Regions from separate parts of the Zea mays genome. Here all the other regions are linked to region 1. The links are chromatin contacts, called in public Hi-C maps. All regions are on one chromosome and are shown on one strand. Each heading gives the region's core, a stretch centred on a gene start, on an enhancer-like site or on the middle of the called end of the contact. The rest is flanking DNA. Distances are from core to core; before and after follow the strand shown.

Evidence for each region. Hi-C and Micro-C count contacts between places; a contact is called where the count stands out from the background.
Region 2: a contact with region 1 is called in a Hi-C map of tassel, with 4 times the contacts expected there. The contact joins the enhancer-like site here to the promoter of LOC103626673 in region 1. A contact is called at or near these places in 2 of 25 Hi-C or Micro-C datasets (ear and tassel).
Region 3: a Hi-C map of ear shows a contact between it and region 1, with 5 times the contacts expected there. The contact joins the enhancer-like site here to the promoter of LOC103626673 in region 1. A contact is called at or near these places in 5 of 25 Hi-C or Micro-C datasets (ear, leaf, tassel and 1 more).

Annotation. Positions count from the first base shown.
Region 1 is chr5:87,902,528-87,907,019 of Zm-B73-REFERENCE-NAM-5.0, forward strand. It overlaps LOC103626673, which reads left to right and starts at 2,044. Exons shown (of 4, transcript XM_020538437.3): 1 at 2,044-2,590. The coding sequence starts at 2,417.
Region 2 is chr5:87,648,538-87,653,029 of Zm-B73-REFERENCE-NAM-5.0, forward strand. No RefSeq gene overlaps it. Among protein-coding and RNA genes, the nearest start is that of LOC100273974, 65 kb to the left of the region's middle. Within about 2 kb of position 2,679, at least 10 of the 20 cell types and tissues checked have an H3K27ac peak or open chromatin away from gene starts, as enhancers often do. A contact at or near this core is called in ear and tassel, where this site is marked.
Region 3 is chr5:87,708,005-87,712,496 of Zm-B73-REFERENCE-NAM-5.0, forward strand. No RefSeq gene overlaps it. Among protein-coding and RNA genes, the nearest start is that of LOC103626671, 62 kb to the right of the region's middle. Within about 2 kb of position 2,252, at least 16 of the 20 cell types and tissues checked have an H3K27ac peak or open chromatin away from gene starts, as enhancers often do. A contact at or near this core is called in ear, leaf and tassel, where this site is marked.

The DNA.
Region 1 (4,492 bases), core at 794-3,293:
GCCATAAGTCGAGTCACAAATACAAGGACAGTCACTTTTGTGTGCTCATGCAACGGCTCTTCGGCAGCTTTAAGGAGCTCGAAGAACTTCTGAACCTCAGGTGTAGCTGGATCCTCAAACTCGGTGGGTTGACCGGGGTTCTCCGAATCGACGGTTAGAAACTCATGGCGTACATCGTCAAGCATCTCTTCCATCCTATCGTAGTCCTCCTCTTCATGTGACTGAACTTCCGATACAATACGAGGTGGGTCCTCACCGTGGTGCACCCACACCTCATAGCCTGGCATATAACCGTTCTTGCAAATATGTATCGACATAGTCCTCCTGTCAAGGAAATTAATGTTCCGACACTTGCTACAAGGGCACCTAACATCGGTTCCAGTCTCTGACCGAGCAAAAGCATGGTCGAGAAAAGCATCAGTCTTGGCCACCCACTCACTTGATAGAGCACCTCTTTTCTTCCAACCTTCATACATCCATCGACGATTCTCCTCCATACTAGATACGATACGTTAACTTAATTAGATAAGTACTGCACGTGCATTCCGTTTTTACGAAGAAATCACGCCCCTACATCTGTAGGAAAGGATAGGTCCTAAACCCACCCAGGAGTGACCGACGAGACCGTGTTTATGACAAGACATGTGGTCGTGCGAAATTTCGGCAGCATAACCCCGTTGTTCTCCAATCGCACGCCTAAAAATGGTGCAATTGAAGAACAGAGAGGTTATGCTGCCGAAACTAAGCAGGAGCACATGCTTTTGTCATAAACACGGACTCTGTCGGTCACCCCGAGGCTGTCCAAAAAAGGGACAATTCCGGCCCAACATACCTCACATGCGTCGCTTGTAAGGTGTGTTGGGCCGAAACGGGTGACGCCTAGGTTTCGTTTGTTCACACTACGATACACTATGATTAACTATAATCATCGTGCATTATTAAATAATTAAACTAATAAACCATAATACAATATTACATACGAAATAATATTGTTATAGATGACAAATCATATAAAATGACCTTATTTCCGAGGGCATAATAATTACCCTCGGAAATTAAAAATTAAAATTATCTAAAGTACCACTAAATAAAGTAAAACAAACTACTTTAATTAACTAATCAAATTTTGACCGTCGGACATAACAAACTAAACAATCAAATGCATTAATACATACAATTTCAATCAAATACATTAATACAAACATACAATTCTAATCAAATACATTAATAAAAGCATACAATTTTAATAAACAAAATTGCTAATTAAGTATACTCACTTAGCGGGTGTGGAGAGTCGGCCGGCGATGGGCGCACGGGCGGCGGCGGGCGCACGGGGCCGTTGGCCGGAGCACGGGGCGGCGGCGACCGGCGAACGGGGCGGCGGCGACCGGCGAACGGGGCGGCGGCGGCGGCGGCCGGAGCACGGGCGTGGCGGTGGCCGGAGCACGAGCTAGGGGCGGTGGTGGCCGGAGCACGGGCGTGGCGGTGGTGGCCGGAGCACGGGCGTGGCGGTGGCCGGAGCACGAGCACGGAGCGGTGGGGCGGCGGCGGGCGCCGGAGCACGAGCAGTGGGGGCGGGCGGTACGGCGATAGGGCGGGACGGCGACGAGCGTGGCGGCGACGAGCGTGGCGGCGACGGCGGCTTCTCCTCGGACACGGCGGAGGCGTGCTCGGCGGCGGCAGGATAGAAACGCGCGGTCTCGGGTGAAACTGAAGGCGCGCGGGTCGGAACCGCGCGTTAAAAAGCCTTATGTCCGACGGCTCGGTACGAGGCCGTCGGACATAAGCTAATGTCCGACGGCCAGGGGGTCGGCCGTCGGACATAAGGTAATGTCCGACGGTCAGTCTGCCAGCCGTCGGTTATATTTTTTTATTTTCGACGGCCGCTGTTGGCCGTCGGACATAACCGTATGTCCGACGGTTGCCTACGGGGCCGTCGGACATAAGACGACCGTCGGAATTGTATAGTTTTACTGTAGTGCTCCCTCACTATCTTGTTCTCGCCTCGTTTTTCTCTCCCTCCGCGAGCGCCAAGGCAGCGCAGCTACGAGACAAGGCACACGTAATAGTACTAGTGCGCCGTTGCCCTGCCTGCCTGCCCTGTGCCCTGCCTTGCACCACACCACCACCACCGCAGATCCGGTCTGGTCCAGTCCGGCCCGGTCCGCTACTAAACAAACCAGCCCAGCGCGCGCCCCCAGCGAGAGGAGAGGAGGAGGGGCCGGGGTCGGCACGGCGGGCAGAATTGCCTCTGCTGCCTGCGCGCTGCCCTGCCCTGCCAGAGGGATCGGAGGGAGAGCGATCAGTCAACAAGCCCAGGAGGAGGAGGAGGAGGAGGGAGAGATCCGCGTGCCGGCCGGAGGCGGGCTCCGGGAGATCGACCGAGCGACCGGCCTCGGTCCCGGTGCGGTGGTGGATGGGGATGGCGCCCGCCGGGTGGGTGGGCGGGCTCGTGGCGGAGAGCTTCTTCGTGGCGTGCCCCGCGCACGAGTCCCGCAAGAAGAACGAGCGCAACATCTTCTGCCTCGCCTGCTGCGCCAGCATCTGCCCGCACTGCGCCCCCGCGCACCGCCACCACCCGCTCCTCCAGGTGAGTGCGAGTCTCGTCGTCGTCCTCCTCCTCGCCCGGCCTCTCCTCTTCCTTCCTCCGGCGGCCTTCCCCTCTCCCTGCCAGGCTGCCATGGCGTCGCGTGGCATGCACCTGGCCGGGCGATCTGCTCAGTTTCTACTCCTGCTAGCTTCGCAGCAATTCTCGCCGCCGCTGTCCCGCTCCGCTCCGCTTCTTGTTGTTGTTGGATGAACACACCACCTCCCCACCGCCACCGCCACCGGGGGGCAGCTTTTTGGGGGTTATTGCTGGTGGCCTCGGTTCTTGTGCAACGGATGGGAACGGCGGGGACGAGTACCAATCAATCGATTTCTTTATTTGATTTAATTGTTTATTTATTATTCCTCGGCGTATATAGCACTAGACGCTACTTCTTCCTATATACTACTACTAGAGTAGTACTACAAGTGTAGAGGAGGAGGGGCATGGGAATTGGATGTGTAGTATCTCGCTTTTGTTTTGTCGCGTGCTGTCTCTTCCTTCCTTCCTTCCTTGGACTAGATTTGGTCCCGGCTTTAGCCTAAACAAAAAAATATTTCCCCCCTACCATTTCTCGCATGATTTGATTTGATGCGTGGTCTCTTCTCGTGTCGTCCGTGCGCGGGAAGGAATCAAGGGAAAGGAAAGGAAACCAAACCCCATCTCGCTAATCGCTCTCCTCTCTCTCTCTCTCTCCCTTCCTCGCAGGCAGGCAGAGGCAGTACAGGTTGTTGCAAAACTTGCACGTACTTGATTCCTCGCGCGCGCAGCGCCTTGTCGCCTTGCGAGGTTTGGTTTGGTTGGGTCATGAGCTCATCCATCCATTCCCTTTTCCACCCATGCATGCATGCATGCATGCCACTCCCTTGATTAGGGTTTATAAGCCAGCAGGAGGCGCTGATTGAGTCCTAATCTGCGCCACTGTAACAGCAATCCCAACCATGATTTTCGCACCCGCTCCAGGACTCCGGAGCAGTGCTACTTCTTCATCGCTATAATTAATATAATTCGTCTGCTCCTTCCTGCCTGACCGGGGTATTAAATCCTGTGTATGTACGTAGTACTAACAAACAAGGACAAGGCAGTAAAAATTCTCGTTACGGAACATTATCTACTCCGACCTCCCTTGCATTTTTTTTTTGGAATTAGTACCCGGGCGTTCATCGCGACCTGCATGCAACTGTTTCCTCAACGAGCTAGCCATTACATGCTTTTAGTTTTTTTATAAAATATATATGCATGCATGGCAAAACTTTTTCCTTTTTAAATTTTCGGGAGTTAAAGAGGAGGAGGGTCGAAAATTCAAATCCCCCCACCCGGGGCATGCAAACCCTTCTTCTTTCTCTCCGTAGCTTTGTCTTGTAGCTGCAGCCATGCATTTCCCCCCTACTTTCATGCAGCAGCAACTAATCCATCCGGATATGCTGGCGCTGCGGGAGCCGGAGTCTCGAACCCAAATGGCAAAAAAAGCTGCGGGGGGAGGTTTTACCGCTGCCTCTTCATTGGAATTCCAATCCTTGGGATTAGGATCCTCTGCGGTAATCGCCAGCCTCCTGCTGCGCTTCCGCTTGCTTCCCCGTCCATTAATAGGCCTGGTTATCCAAACTGTTTTGCCAAGTATAGCAACATTTCCCTGCCCCCCGTCCTGCCGACTGAACCCCGCCACTGATAAAGGAAAAAAAATCGGTTCGGGCCTTTGAATTAGATTTTACCGTATGCGCCCGCGCGCGGTAACTGCGCGGCCTGTCTTTTTTTACCAAACAGAGGCATCGACGACGACACTGTTGTCCCCCGACGACGACCCCATCTCTCCCTGGTGCGTGCTACACGACCAAACTTCTCTCTCCTTACCTTAGGGTGGGGTGGTTTTGGGGGTCTCCCAGGCCATGATAAAGATCACCACTG
Region 2 (4,492 bases), core at 1,429-3,928, 250 kb before region 1:
TTTGCAGAAACGGTACAAGTTGCCAGACGATGGATCATATGATATGAACGCTCGTTACGCGTTTGAGTATAACACGAACGATGTCGTTGCAGATGCAATGTACTATGCACGAATTCAGGCTATAAAGGCATGGTACAGAGCAAGTGTTGATGATCGACCGATGCCAAATACCAAGGCCAAGTGGTCATCAATTTACCTTACGGAGGAGCAATACCTTGAGGTAAAAAAGTTGTTGCATCTCATATCGCACGAATCCATGTATTTGCTTTATTGAAAAAAAATTCATGTAGGTGTCGGTGTCGTGGATGGCCACCCGATCAAAGGGTTATCGGGCCTTGTGCAGATGGTGGCTTCCCCTGAGTTTCATGTCATTTCCGAAAGGAACAGGGGAAACCGTGGGACTGAGTCATTCCATAGATACGGCGGCGATGGTCATGTGCGCTTGGCTAAGCAAATGGTATGTCACAGTATGTTATAACTTCAAATTACATAGAAATGTGTCATTCTAACTTGTATGTACAGGAAGTCAAATCCGGCTGTATGCCCACGGATGTGGAGGTGTATATGCAAGGACATAGAGGTTCTGATCCTCAGAATCCTGATGTTTTATGCACTCAGACGGCCACCGACCGTCTAGTGAGTTTTTGGTACTCTATTATGTGTTTGTCCATCAATTTGGTGATGCACTTATATTTGATATTGTTTGCCTCCAGGCTTCGTATGGGCAGGAGATGGTTCAACACTATGGACATGAGTACGATTAGAGGAGCCAGCCAATCGACCCTCAGGCAGCATATGCTAGCGCAGGAGGACAAGCCCATAAACGGTGGGATTATTTGATTTGGATTTCAAAATTATCCTCATATGCTTGCGATTCAACTGAGTCCATGATTTACTATACTAAGTGCATGGTTCACTCTTGTAGGTTGGGTATTTTTGATTCTACGATTGATTCTAGGGAGCTGAGACGCCGTGGACGACAGTCCACATCGTCATCTTCACAGTCATCCCGTTCACGATCATCCGCCCAAGAGATAGAGCTTGCAGTGTTGCGTCAACAGGCAGAGTATCATCAATCAATTCTGAGGGAACAATTGGAGTACCAGAGGCAACAATCTGAGTACCAGAGACAACAAGCTGAGTACCAGAAGAAGAAGGTCGAGTATTATGCAAACCTCCAGGCCCAAAATCAAGCTCTTCTCTCGGTAAGTTGAAGTAACATTTTGTACCTTATTTTGCAAAACACATGATGTGTATCTTATTTGCTCAAAAATGGTTTGTATATAATTTTTAGCAACTAGCCCAACAAGCGGGCGTCCCGGTGCCGACATATGGGATGCCGCCTCCAGACTTTGCACTGCCGATGCCAATGCTGGCGCCTCCACCTCCGCCTCCATCACAATTCCCTATGGTATGTACACATATGCGTGTGTGACATGTTCATAGATGTCTTATGTGTTTAAATGAAAAACTAAGTGGTTACTATTTCATGTGCGTGTGTTATAGGGATTTCAGACACCACCCGCTTCAGTTGCCGCACCTGGAGATGGGTCTGATCAAGACGACGCATCGCATTCTTGGGTGAACAACATTTTCAACACGCAGAGTCCAGCCGGAGGAAATGGCTATAACTCGAATCAACCAGGCGATGGATATGAATGATAGTTCATCAAATGTGTTTAATTTGGAACTATTACTGTTCATGTCAAAGACTATCCGTCGAACAATGTCAGTTTTTATTTTGGACCTATATGTTGATGTAAAAGACTTGTTGAGACTATTTGGAACTATATGTTGTTATGTTAAATTTGTGAATGTGAATACTTATGTGAATATATTTGTGATTGTGAATATGTGGTTGTATATAAACTCTGTGTATATTTGTATGAAATCTGTTTTTTTTGTAAATGTCAGATTTTTTTTTTAAAAACAGAATTTTGTGTAATTTCTGAAATTTGTTATGTCCGAAGGCCTGGCGTCAGCCGTCGGACATAAATGTTGGTTATGTCCGACGACTTAATATAAACCGTCGGAGATAACAAGCCCTTATGTCCGACGGCCATTAATTGGATATAAAAGTTGTGGGTCCCACCAAACGACCGGTAAAACGGTTGACATGTACTATCTCCGACGGGTGGTTACGGCCGTCGGAGATAGCTTATGTCCGACGGCTACCGTCGGACATTATGTTATTTCCGACCCCATATGTCTGACGGCCAGAGACCGTCGGAGATAACTAAATATCGTCGAACATAAGCTATCTTCGACGGTTTACAGCTTATGTCCGACGGTTTTGGCCGTCGGAAGTTGTTTCGTTTTACTGTTGTGACTGATAACAGCTAAGCACCAGCTCCACCTCCACTACATGCTACAGTCCCTTTCGTGCCATGCCCATCGGTCATCGTCCCTAGCTCTCCAGTTAGAAGCAAGCACCTCATATGGCCGCGTCTCTAGTTTTCCGTCCCTCGCTCCGCGGCTGCGCGCGGCCGTCCGGGCTGCATGCATGCACCGACGTCTTTCGGCAGGCGCTCAGTCTCAGCAATGGATGGATCCAAAACTGGATTTGGACGGACGTGTCATGTTGCAGCAGCAAACATGCATGCGCCAGTACGCCACTGCCAACCGTTATTGCTGTGACATGCATGGCCATCTCTAACCCCGCTGTTTGAATGGCGTGGTGTGCCTGCCTGCTGCCACCTCTCTCTCTCTCACACAGTACAGTAGATAGTATTGCATGCTGACCAACTCCACAACCATGTCCACAACGTAGGAGTACGTACGTACGTTTCAGTCGTCTATCTAGTCTCGGTCATGCGCGGCACCTCCTACCAACAGAAAAGTAAAAGGATAAAAAGGATTTCTAGTTGCGGTTCCTTAAGAAAACCGTCACTAGAAATCGTATTTCTACAGACGATTCCTTAAGAAAACCGCATGTACAAATTTATGGTTTTCTTAAAGAACCACCTGTAGAAATACGATTTCTAGTGACGGTTTCTTAAAAACCGTCACTAAAATAGCACATGCGGTTGATAACCAAATCTGCCTATAAAAATATATCGCCCTGCAGGCGTTGAGCCTTTTTCTACTAGTGGATTGTTGCAGCTGTAATCCAAAGAGACAAAACACCGTAGAAGCCGTAACCTGATTAAAGCCGCATTGAGCAAGCTGATAACTGCCAGGGTTCACTGAACTGTTTCACATGCAAAAACCAGCCCTCGCCGGTAACGGTGGTTTATTGGTAAAACCAACTGGTTTGTCCAATCCAAATTAAATCTTTTCTGTACCGGTTTATCGACGAAAAACCTTTGATAAACCAGTCAAACTGGCGGTTTTTCACCCAAAATAGTTGATTTTTTATGTTTACTACAGAAAAAATAGAAAAATGACAGGGTTCACTTGTATTTTGCTAATTCATGTTGCATAGTCAATATTAATCCACACAACATATGTTCACCAAAATGACATACAATATATATGCAACCATAAATTCAAATTCTCATGCAACAAATAACCATCGAACTTCGTAATACTCAAATACAAGTTCTTTTAGAGTTCTCTCACGACACATAGGTCAACATGTTTCACAATACTCACATATTCAGCTCGAGTCATAGTGATAGTACTCAAACAAGTAAGGAAGGATCAGAATATGAGACCATTCTGATCTGGTTGTAGTTATATGTGCATGCATCTAGAACACTTGCGCTTCTATGTGCGAGATGGTCCTTCAAACGAGTACCACTCCCTCCGCTCTTCGTTTCTCTACAATACTTGCACTTAAAACTCGTGTCAATCTTCTCTCCATTCTCGCAGACTATATCTGGCATGTCTCCTACAAGAACAATACATAGTTGACATAAAATATGTAATTAAAATATAAAACATGTCACGTATAAACAACTAAACACTAACCATGTCTGGGCACTAAACTAGCACTTAAACTAGGCAAAAAAAATGCATCTACCGGTAAATCATCTTCACATATAGCATATAATATCTTCACATATAGCATATAACAGTAAACAAGACTAATATGTCTAAACTGGCCACTAAATGACTAAACTGGAGCTCAATCTTGGTATTAAATCCGGTTTTACGGCAAAAAAATAGCTGTTTACCGAGCCCCAATAGGACAATTTACCGGTGGTTTCATTGTTTATAAAAAATTCAAATACTTTAAATTTAGAGTGTATTTTGAATAGAAAAAAAAATCGGTGGTTAACCGGTACCACCCACCGTGGTTTCGGTAAACCTTGATAACTACACAGAGTGGTGCAACCATGCATATGTGCATGTAGCTGGAAATTGATCAGCAAACAACCAAGACCGCACTAGCTAGATCATATGTGACCGCACTCGAATATCTAAAGAAAACTTGATTGCTTTGGGGCAACTAGGTAGCTAGGATCGGAGAAGAGAGACGACTGCAACTGATGATAAAAGAGTGTATCGTCACATCTGTCCGTGCCGGGCCGGATCGGAGCTTTTGCAA
Region 3 (4,492 bases), core at 1,002-3,501, 190 kb before region 1:
GCAGGTAGTCTTCAGAGGAACCCACTGGATAAGACAATGGCCCGTGTTGCAAAAAGAGGAAAATATGACACAAATCAAGTGAGGATGTTGTGCGCTTGAGACTACAATGATGCAAGTTTTCTCATACAACGGATGGAGTTTTAGTAATCGAATTGGTTTTTAGTATATTATGAAACTTGGTTGTTCTTGAGATATTAAGCATCGAGTGTTTTGATTTTGGATGTAATAATTGAACAGACACATGCATCTATTGGTGCAGAAGCTGGAATATTTTAATATATTTCCTATTCTAAAAGAAGATGCAGCCGAAGACGCAACTCAAAATACCCATTATACATGCCTTTAAAATGTTCGTCTTCTATAATATTTAACGGTGTTGTTTTTCTCAAAGTGGTCTGGCGTTTCATGAACAGAGGCAACGCCTTTTTTGTGTCCGCCTTTGTTACGATATATGCAATTCTATTTAGTATTCCGTCTTTTGAGAAGTTTTTAAAGGATTAAATGATAAAAAGTTATAAGAGACAATCTCTTTGTGAAATATCTATCTTTATACGACTTTTCATATATTATTATATCGTACAGTTTCTTAGTTTTATCTTTACTCCCTTCAAAAACCGACCAGGCTGTCTCGTGTTTTTTTCAGCGTTTGCATTCAGGCTCTTGGAAGTAGGATTAGTAGTATATACCGATTTTTTTGCATTTTGGTCCTTCATCGGAAAAAAATTCACGTTTGGATCCTAAAAAATTTTAATGTCATTTTTGGACCCTTTACTCGGCGCCGTAGCCTGTGGCGCCGAGGTAACACAGCTCGGCGCCATAGGCTATGGCGCCGAGGTAACACAGCTCGGCGCCATAGGCTATGGCGCCGAGGTACGTGCTGCGTTGGCACAAACGGACGTCGTGGCGCTGACGTGGTACCGAGCTCGGCATCATAGATCATGGCGCCGAGCTCTATTTTAATCAGAAAACTTGTCTAGCTCAGTTGGTAAAATATAAGACTTTTAACCCTGAGGTTGTGGGTTCGAGCCCCATGGTTGGCGTTTTTTAATACTTTTTGTATTTGTCACTTATTTATTTTTTGTTGTTCATATTTTTCGTTTATGTCGCTGATTTATTTGTCCTGATTTATTTTCCATCCAGTTTTATTTTTGTGACTGATTTGTTTATTCGTTCAGATTTTTTTATCCGGCGAGCACAGCAGCTGTGTGCCACAGTGCTCACAAGCCGTCAACTTCTCCCCTTGTTTGCTCAGCTAACCACAATAAAAATCAAATGAGAACACTCTTACTTCAATCGTGATCAAATAAAAATATTATATTTTCATTGAGTTCTTTTGAACATAAATTTTAAATACATAATAACATATTCCCACTAAAAAGAAGCACACATATTCATCTTTTTTTCTTCTGCACTAAATAAAAGTATACTCCATTATATACTTGTCTCATAGATGATATATTTTAGAATTTACTGCATATACAGCTGCTGTGCTCGCCGGATAAAAAAAATCTGGACAAATAAACAAATCAGTCACAAAAATAAAATTGGATGAGAAATAAATCATGACGGACAAATCAACGACATAAACGAAAAATATGGACAACAAAAAAAATAAATAAGTGACAAAGACAAAAAGTATTAAAAAACGCCCACCCGTGGGGCTCGAACCCACGACCACAGGGTTAAGAGCCATGTATTTTACCAACTGAGCTAGACAAGTTTTCTGTACAGAACGAAGCTCGGCGCCATGATCTATGGCGCCGAGCTCGGTACCACGTCGGCGCGACGACGTCCGTTTGTGCCAACGCAGCACGTACCTCGGCGCCATAGCCTATGGCGCCGAGCTGTGTTACCTCGGCGCCACAGGCTACGGCGCCGAGCAAAGGGTCCAAAAATGACATTAAAATTTTTTAGGGTCCAAACATGATTTTTTTTCCGTTGAAGGACCAAAATGCAAAAAATTCGGTTGTACTGTATATACTAGTATATCCATATCACCATCGTCGCCTGCTGCCTGCCTTTGTCTGGCCAGCCGGTCACTGGCAGCAGTGCCTAGAGATGGATCAAAGACCACGGTCAAAGCGCATGCACGCACTATGTCGCAAGCTGCTGCGGCCTGGTGGCCGGTCGGGCGGCCTCCCGGTGGGGCACTGGGGCGCATGCAGTTGATGAGCAGCTGGCGAGTGGCACACATGCGGATGCAGTGCAGCTTACCGCCAGCATATCCAGTTGCCGCACCGGCACCGCAGCCTTTCTTTGAGACCGAAAGTTTCAGAGCTCCACTGTGTAGCTAGCTAGCCAGGGCCCGGCCGGTCCCGGGGTGATGACATGTCATGTCCAAACCGTACGGACGCCAATGACATCGCAATGGACGGGATAGCTTACGCACCCAGTAGAGCAAACTGTGGCTGCTCATTGGGCCTCCTCATCAATCTTTTAGTAGGCAATTATTCAAGGTACTCATTAGGCTACCTCCATCAGCAATCCTATCTTATTTATTATTTACAGCCAATTTTAAACTTTATTTTATAATTAAACAGTGTTATCTACGGTGAAATACAATGTTTTACACGAACATATGCACGATTTGCTAGACACAATACTGGTTAGATGCACACTAGCTACCTTCTATACTCATACAAGTTGGGTAATATCTTAGGCTGGCTCTAACACGCATAGTTACCAAGCATGACGCAACCTACGGACCGGTCGGTATCGATCAGTTCAGCTTCAATATGCTAGTCGGTTCGATCGGCCAATCGATAGATCTGACGATTGGTCGATATAGTCAGCATCGACTACATTGCGGTGTGTGTTCTCCCGGAGCTCTCGCCCAACGACCTTGTCGATATTGTTGCCTCACACAGTATCGCCACCCCCGCGGACCACCTCTCCCTTCTCCCTACGATATCCTCCCTCTCTTGCCCTTCCCTTCCTCTACCTCTACCTCTGTTGCATTTGTCGCCCTCTAATCCGCGCCTACCTAGCCCTCCACGCTCCTCATCGTTGCCACACTACTCCACGACCTCCCGTTGGCCTACCGCACCCCCATCCTCGCCTTCCTTGACAAGATCATATCTCTCCTTGCATGTGTGGATGCCTAAGACCTCCCTGCTCTTGCCTACCAACTCCTACTCACGTCCAAGTCGCTCTACCCACGCTTTGTCCTCACATAGGTCTCCTATCACGCTTTGGCGATGACACGACGCCCGCGTTCATGCTCTGTCGTCCTCCTGCTCACACCGCCACTATACCACAACACCAAATTAGCGTCGAACAACTGTCGCTATAAATATAATATTACCGTTGAACTGTTAGTCGGCATATCTTGCCACAGATAATAAGTCGGTATAAATCTATAGTCCAATTGAGCATCAGTCACTATATGTATACGTGAATAGCATCGCTTCGTTAGTCGGCAATTCGTACCAATAGTCTCGCACCGTGAGTCGGCATAAAAGCAGTGTGCAATTTGGGCACGCCGCGCCCGCGCGAAAACACAAAAGCAAACCCTACTCCAACCATTTTCCCCTTCCCCCAAATCTTGAGCCGCCAGCACACAAACATGCCTCCCAAAATGCTCCGAAGCGTGCCCCTGCCAAATCACCGACCGCGCGCCCCCTACCCAGATCCACGAGCACCTCCCAACTACCCTTTCACCACCACGCCGCACGGAGCCCCTGCTCGGAGCTCGGTGATTTGGCATGCTAGTTCCACCGCTCGGAGCTTGGTGATTATCGCCGCACACAGCCGCTGCTGGTTCCACCATGCTCGGAGCTCTACGCCTCACGTGATGGCAGTGGTGCTGGCGGACTGATCTTAGCTGCAGCCGCCGATGAGGTAGCCTCCAACCTTTGCACGCAGCCGCTGCTGGTTCCACCACGCTCGAAGGTCTGCGTACCCGGTAGCCTCCAACCTGTGTACCTGGTGGCCACTGCCTCTGACCGGCTTCTCATCCCTGCATACCTCGGCCTCCGACCCTCTGGTGAGAGTCCAGCCAACAATATCTCTTTTGTTTCTGTTCTTGCCCATCTTTTCTGCATGCAAGCACTTGCTTTATCGCCTAGTACTCCCCAATACATCACCTGCACAATTCAAAGCTTTCAGCTGGTTATGTGGTTGATTTTAGTAGATATTCCTGATTTTAGTAGGTTTGTGGTTACTACTAGTTATGGTTGAATGGTCATATATCTATGAGTCTAGCTCTACTCGTCAATGAAAACTGAAGCTAGCAAATGATCTCCATGGCATGTTGGTTCATTTTCATTTCATATATGATAGATGTTGTTGCTCTCTGGTTTGATCTTTCGAGTAGCAGCAAGGTTAGCAGCAAGCTGTCCTTAAGTAGCTGCTCTCTCATAGGACATTGAAGTAGCAAGGACACTTGTTTGAAACCTGGCATCTCAAGAAGTACCAGCAAGGTGTCCTTCCGAGTGTGGTCTGTTCACAAGTTACTGCAATGTCATATGATCTCCAAGATCAGTAGTCTAGC